Regions from separate parts of the Cricetulus griseus genome. Here region 1 is linked to region 2. Evidence: chromatin contacts called from public Micro-C data. All regions are on one chromosome and are shown on one strand. The core of a region is the stretch at or near the end of the contact, and the rest is flanking DNA. Distances in the headings are between cores, read along the strand shown.

Region 1 (3,038 bases), core at 308-2,807, 220 kb before region 2:
TTGCACAGCAAGTGCTTTACCCACTGAGCCAACTTCCCAGCTTGTCACTGTGCTCAGTGATCCTAAAGAATCAAGAGTCAAGAAATTCTCTGAGGAAAACCAGTAGTGACTTATCAAATACCTGCTACCAAAGTTAAACAAATCACAAGTCTTAGCCAGGTCATGGTGGCGCATGCCTTTAATCCCAGCTTTAAGGAGGCAGAGGCAGATGGATCTCTCGAGTTTGGGACCAGCCTGGTCTACAGAGCAAGTTCCAGGACAGCCAGAGCTACACAGAAAAACCCTGTCTCGAAAACCAAAACAATAACAACAAAACTACAGTATAGGCTGGCAGTGGTTCTAAAATCCTAGCACATCAAAGCAGGACCTGGCTCTTAAACCAGAGTGAATTTGACACCGAAAGGCACTGTCCTCTGTGCTGGTACCCATGCTCTTCCCCACATTCACTGTGACCGGGCTCATGGCAGGGTCAGGACTAGGAACCATGGCCAGCTTCACGTGGTTGCCAAGTCTAGCTGTGTGTGCTCTTAAAATTTTGTTTCAAGAGATAGTACAGGGCCTATCTGTTCAGCCATGAGAACATGGATTCTAACCTCGCAGCTCCCACATTTAAAGAAAAAGCAGGGCGGTGGTGGTGCACGCCTTTAATGCCAGCACTCTGAGGCTGAGGCAGTGGATCTCTGAGTTCGAGGCCAGCCTGGTCTCCAGAGCGAGTGCCAGGACAGCCAGGGCTGTTACACAGAGAAAACTGGTCTCAAAAGCAAGCAGACAAACAAACACAAAGGGCGGGGCAGGGTGGGGTTGTGGGGTGTGTGTGCAGGAACAAACAAAACTAAACCAAACCCTGAGCATGGCCACGCGCACCTGCAACCTCAGCGTGGGGTTTCTGGCTGGCAGGCTGGTTCCAGCTTCAGTAAGGGGATAAAGCAGAGAATGATAGAGCAGGACACCTAACACCCTCCTCTGTCACCTGGGCACGAACCCTGCACACACTTCAGATTGTCTACGATGGCCACGGGATGTGTGTTTTAAAAAAGACCGAGAGCCATTATTTCAGGTTGTCTCTGTGGTTTACGACTTCTATCCTGCTTTTAGAGGACAGGGCAGGACCCAGTAATTCACATTTCTAGCAGGTTTCAAGGGGTGCTACTAATGCTGGTCCGTGAGCCACACTTAACCAGGATCTTCATCAGCTGGCGCATTGTTTTTACATTGGCCCAAGGTTTCTCGGCAGGCAGAGGCCATATTCCTTTCCACAGGTGCCAGTAGTCTTTTGCCACTAGGTGGCAGCACCTATACACAAATCGCTACACACAAGCCTGCTGTAAAGTAAAAAACCCACCCAAGCAAGCAAGCTGAAGAAGTGTTGTAATCTGTGCTTATTCTACAAATTGGGTGATAACCTAATCCTGGAAGTTAAAATGATCGCTGGTGAAGAATACATGCCCGTGTAAACCATGCTGCAAGTGTGGGCACAGGGAAAGGAGCTGGCTCTGGGCATCTAGCCTGACAGCCCTGCGTGGGATGTCAATCCTCCATCCGGTGATTCAGAACCTTCCTCTCTGGACTCTGGCAAAGATGCAGAAAATTGCTCAAGGCGCTTTTGACAACTGCGCAATGCTCTCCCTTGCACCATTTTAATGAGGCACATCTGAGATTAGGAAGCTGCTGTTCTATTTTTAACAAGGGTCTCCAGAGAACTCTGTTTTGATGAACACAGATGTACTGGATGCTTTTGCCTTTTATGAAGTGATTTGTTGCAGGTCGGCCTCCTATAGGACTTCAAATGCGGATGAGCTACAGTGTCAGTTCGTAGACACTCGTCTCAGGAAGCTAGGTGTCACCCTGCAGCTGCACTGCGTCTTAGCTGAAATGTGAGAGAGCATTTAAGAAATGGAGATAGATAAAGTGTGTAAAAATACCCCCTTAATCACTCTGCACTGGTTCCACTGGATCCTCTAAAGGATTAAACACAAATTTTTAAATTAATTCCTCCTGTCTTTTTGTTTGTTTGTTTTTTGAAACTGGGTCTCATTATATAGCTGGGATGGCAATTCTTGTCTGTCAACTTGACTACATCTGGAATTAACTAAAACCCAAGCAGCTGGGTACATCTGTGAAGGAGTTTTTTCTTAATGAAGTCATTTGAAGGGAGAAGACTCACTTTTAATCCAAATCTTTTGAGACAGGAAGATACAGCTTTAATCCAGATCTTTGAAGAGGTATAATTCCCCCTCTAATCCAGGCCACAGTTTCTGGTGGCAGCCTGTGTAAAGGACATGGCAAAAGGACACTTTTTCCTTGGCCTGCTTGCTCTTTGTTTTGCAAGTCCACCCCTCACTGGCATTAGCGCCTGCCTCTTCAGGGTTCTGGCCGACGCATCCAGCCTCACAGACTGAAAACAATTGTACTTTTGGATCTTTTGTTGGCAGATAGTCATTGTTGAACTAGTGGGACCACAGTCTGTAAGCCAGTCCTATAAATGTTATACAGATGGGATTTATACATATTTATGCGATTTCACACACACACACACTCATATATATATATATATATGTGTACATATATATGTGTGTATACATACATATATATATATATATATATATATATATATATATATATTCTATAAATTCTGTTCCTCTAGAGCAGCAGTTCTCAACCTGTGGGTCCCAACCCCCGCAGGGGTCAGATGTCAGCTATTTACATTATGATTCATAACAGTAGCAAAATTAGTTATGAAGCAGCAACATAATAATTTTCTGGTTGAAGGTCACCACAACACGAGGAAGTGTATTACAGGGTTACAGCATTAGGAAGGTTCAGAAACCCTGTTCTAGAGACCCCTGACTAATACAACAGCCCAGGCTGGCCTTGAACTTACAGTAGTCCTCCTGCCTCAGCCTCCTGAATGTTGTGGTTACAGATATGAGCTGCTATGTCCAGCTGTTTATGTATTTTAACGTGGCTACTGGGAAAGATTAAATAATGCACACTCACAGTGTATTTTTATCAGACAGGTGCTCCATAGAAGGTGGAAA
Region 2 (3,016 bases), core at 400-2,899:
TAGGATGCATGGTAAGGCCTCATCTTGGGGAGGGAGGTGGGATGGGTGGGGCAGAGAAAGAAATTCCCAAAGAAGGGCCCAGTATACCTGTAATCCCAACTCCCCCAGAGACTGCGGTAGGGTTCCAAGTTCAGCCAGCCTCACCTACAGAGAGACTATGAAAAATGGGGGAGGGCTGCAAAGAATTCTATAAACACAGCCTACAAAAAGTAAAGTATCAGCAGGGCCTTTAATCCCAGCAAGTCATGAGGCAGGGGCAGGAGGATTGCTGCAAAGACCAGCCTAGTGTACCTAGTGACAGAGCTGTCTCAAAACAAGTAACAAAAAAAGCAGGCTATCACAACTACTTGCTTTAATCCCGGATACCTATATAATGTCATTATCTGGTTTTGTTCCAAAACAGAGGAGGAAAGAGCTGGATGTGATGGTGCAGGCCTGCAATTCAAGCACTTGAGAGGTAGAGAGGCAGGTGGATCTCTGAGTTCAAGGCTAGCCTGAGCTACATGAGGCAGGGTCTCAGCAATGATACTAAAGGAAAAATATCTAAGTTCTATCAAAACATACACGTTATCACAGCTCACACACATCTCACAGGTACATCTGCCTGGAGAATGTCTACCCTAGTTAAAGGCTCTGCCGATGAATGTATTATCCTGTTCCTATGTAGGGCAAGTCAACTAAAGCAAACTGGATGTAGCACCTAGTGAGGTCCTACTTTAGCATGTGAAATGGAAATCCTGAAATGTCAAATAAGTACTCAAGCCCAGAGAGCTGGAGATAAAATCCTATGCTGTTTTCCTTTTACCTTCTTTTTTTCTTTTTAAGATTTTATTTATTTATTATGTATACAGTCTTCTGCCTGCATGCAGATTCATTTAAGGTGGCTGTGAGCCACCATGTGGTTGCTGGGTATTGAACTCAGGACCTCTGGAAGAACAGTCAGTGCTCTTAACCGCTGAGCCATCTCTCCAGCCCTCCTTTGACATTCTTGACTGAATGAAGCAACTAAGATTAAAAATGAAAAAACTACTCAACCAGGAGCAGTGTGCAACCACTGGTGAATATCTCCGCCTGGACACTCACTCGGGCAAGCAAGTATGACTTTATGGCTCGGTTTCTTTCCCTGAAAAATGGGGTCAGTAACTTTGGAGGAAATAAAAAAACCCACCAAACCCCTTCATTATAAAAGTAAGAAAGCTTAGGCTTCCGACTTCTGTCATAACCGTGCTGTGAGGCAGCGGCGTTTTAACCTGATGCAGCTTCCGTCCACTGACAGCATCGCTCTCGTCTCCCCAGGGGTGGCCTGGCCCCGCGCTCAGTCTGGAAAGGCCCTGCCTTTACCTCAGGTACAGACTGAGGAGGGCTGGGGCTGCTCCACCACCACCCGCAGGGCTAACGGAACAACTCGGAGCTGGCTCCGGCCCGGCGACCCCGCCCGCGGCCCCCGCGGCCCCGCACTGACCCAGGTAAATCACGAGAGGAATAAAGCCCCAGCGGATCGCAAACTGGCCGCCCTTGAAGAGCTGCTGCAGCCTCTGCTTGGCTTCTTTGCTCAGCTTCACCATGGTGACGACGGGCCAGAGGAAGGACAAGTCTCCACCACGACGACGAGCGCGTCCGGAGCCCGACGGGAGCGGAGCTGCGCATGCGCCGCGGCGGCCTTTACGGCAGGAGTCGCGAGGCGTCGCCCGCAGAGGCCGTAACTCGCCGCCTTCCCCGCTGCCCGGCGCTGGGTGATACCTGCGCTCCCGTGGCCGGTCGCGTCCGTGTGTTAGCTTGGGCTTGTTCTTGGGAGAGAGGGAGGTTTTTTGTTTTTAAAGACAGGGTCTCGCTGTCTAGATTAAGCCGTCCTCGAACCCCTGAGATCCGCGTGCACTGAGTTTATCTCCTGCTTCCCTGGCTGGAGGACGCCGTAGGCGCGCGTTCGGGGCTTTCTTTTGCCTGCAACGACTCCTGTTTTCTCTTCCACAGTTTTTACCAGTTTGTAAAGCACATCTCCCAGTGTTCTTTCTTTGAGATAGAAGGAGTTTCGGTTAAATTCCAAACGGCAGAGCTTCACTCTGATTCAGTTTACCAGCCTGTGTTGTCTTGGATAAGTTCTTTAACATTCCGGACTCAGTTCCTTAAAGCCAGAGGTATGACTGCCTGAAAGGTTAACGATGAACCCTCACCCAACAGCACAATCTCTAGGTTTCCTTCCGCCTCTGCACGCACGCTCTGTTGTTTGTTGGTTTCCTAAGACAGGATTCCTCTGCTTGGAACTGTGGAACAAAAAAACAAACAAACAAACAAAAAAAACAGGCAAAAGAAGTCCCCCAAGTGCGTGCCTACTGCATCCTCAAGCAACCAGGGAAGCAGGGACGGCCTTGGCTATCCTGGAACTCTATAGACCAGGCTGGCCTTGAACTCAGAGATCCACCTTCTTTTGCCTCTAAAGAGTGCTGGGTTAAAGGTGTGCATTTACCACCATGTGGCCTATGATCTTTTTCACTTCCCAGCATTTTTAAATTGGGAAATTTCACATGAAATTCCAGGTTTATCTGTTGTGGCAGGTTCTTACTGTGTAACCCTTCTAGAACCCTTCTGTAAAGTCCCAGGCTGGCCTCAAACTCACAGTGATCTGCAAGGCTGTACCACCAAGTCTGACCTTTGGCCCAAGAGATCACACTGAAACAAAAAGGAGTCAGTGAGATGTGACTCCTGCTGGCTGTGTGTGAGGGGGCTCCCTCCTCTACTGTAAGTTCTAGTAGCAACAATCCATAATGTCTGACTCACCTCAGGCTCACATCTTGTCTTCCTTAATACAGAGGGTTGGTGGTTGTCCTCTCTTGGCTGGACATTACTACTTTAAAAGCTATTCCTCCTGGTGGGGATCTATACCTAGAAAACTTGATTATTTGGGGACGAGGCCATTGGTTTGTATTTGAGGCAGTCACATTTGAGTGTTTGATTGCAGGTCTAGAACTTCTTAATTTCTCAAGCTCCAAGAGAGCTCTTTCTTTTTTATGTGTATGGG

The links. A called contact is a pair of places that touch in the nucleus more often than the background predicts.
Region 1: a contact with region 2 is called in a Micro-C map of the CHO-K1 cell line, with 5 times the contacts expected there. The contact joins the enhancer-like site here to the promoter of Tomm7 in region 2. A contact is called at or near these places in 4 of 8 Hi-C or Micro-C datasets (the CHO-K1 cell line, fibroblasts and liver).

The regions. Positions count from the first base shown.
Region 1 is chr8:92,889,295-92,892,332 of CriGri-PICRH-1.0, reverse strand. It overlaps LOC100758507 (dnaJ homolog subfamily B member 6), which reads left to right. Exons shown (of 9, transcript XM_035448949.1): 9 at 3,014-3,038. Among named protein-coding and RNA genes, the nearest start is that of Il6, 170 kb to the right of the region's middle. Within about 2 kb of position 1,557, at least 2 of the 6 cell types and tissues checked have open chromatin away from gene starts, as enhancers often do. A contact at or near this core is called in the CHO-K1 cell line and fibroblasts, where this site is marked.
Region 2 is chr8:92,667,671-92,670,686 of CriGri-PICRH-1.0, reverse strand. Tomm7 (mitochondrial import receptor subunit TOM7 homolog) reads right to left here and starts at 1,649. Exons shown (of 3, transcript XM_027429569.2): 1 at 1,463-1,649. The coding sequence starts at 1,565.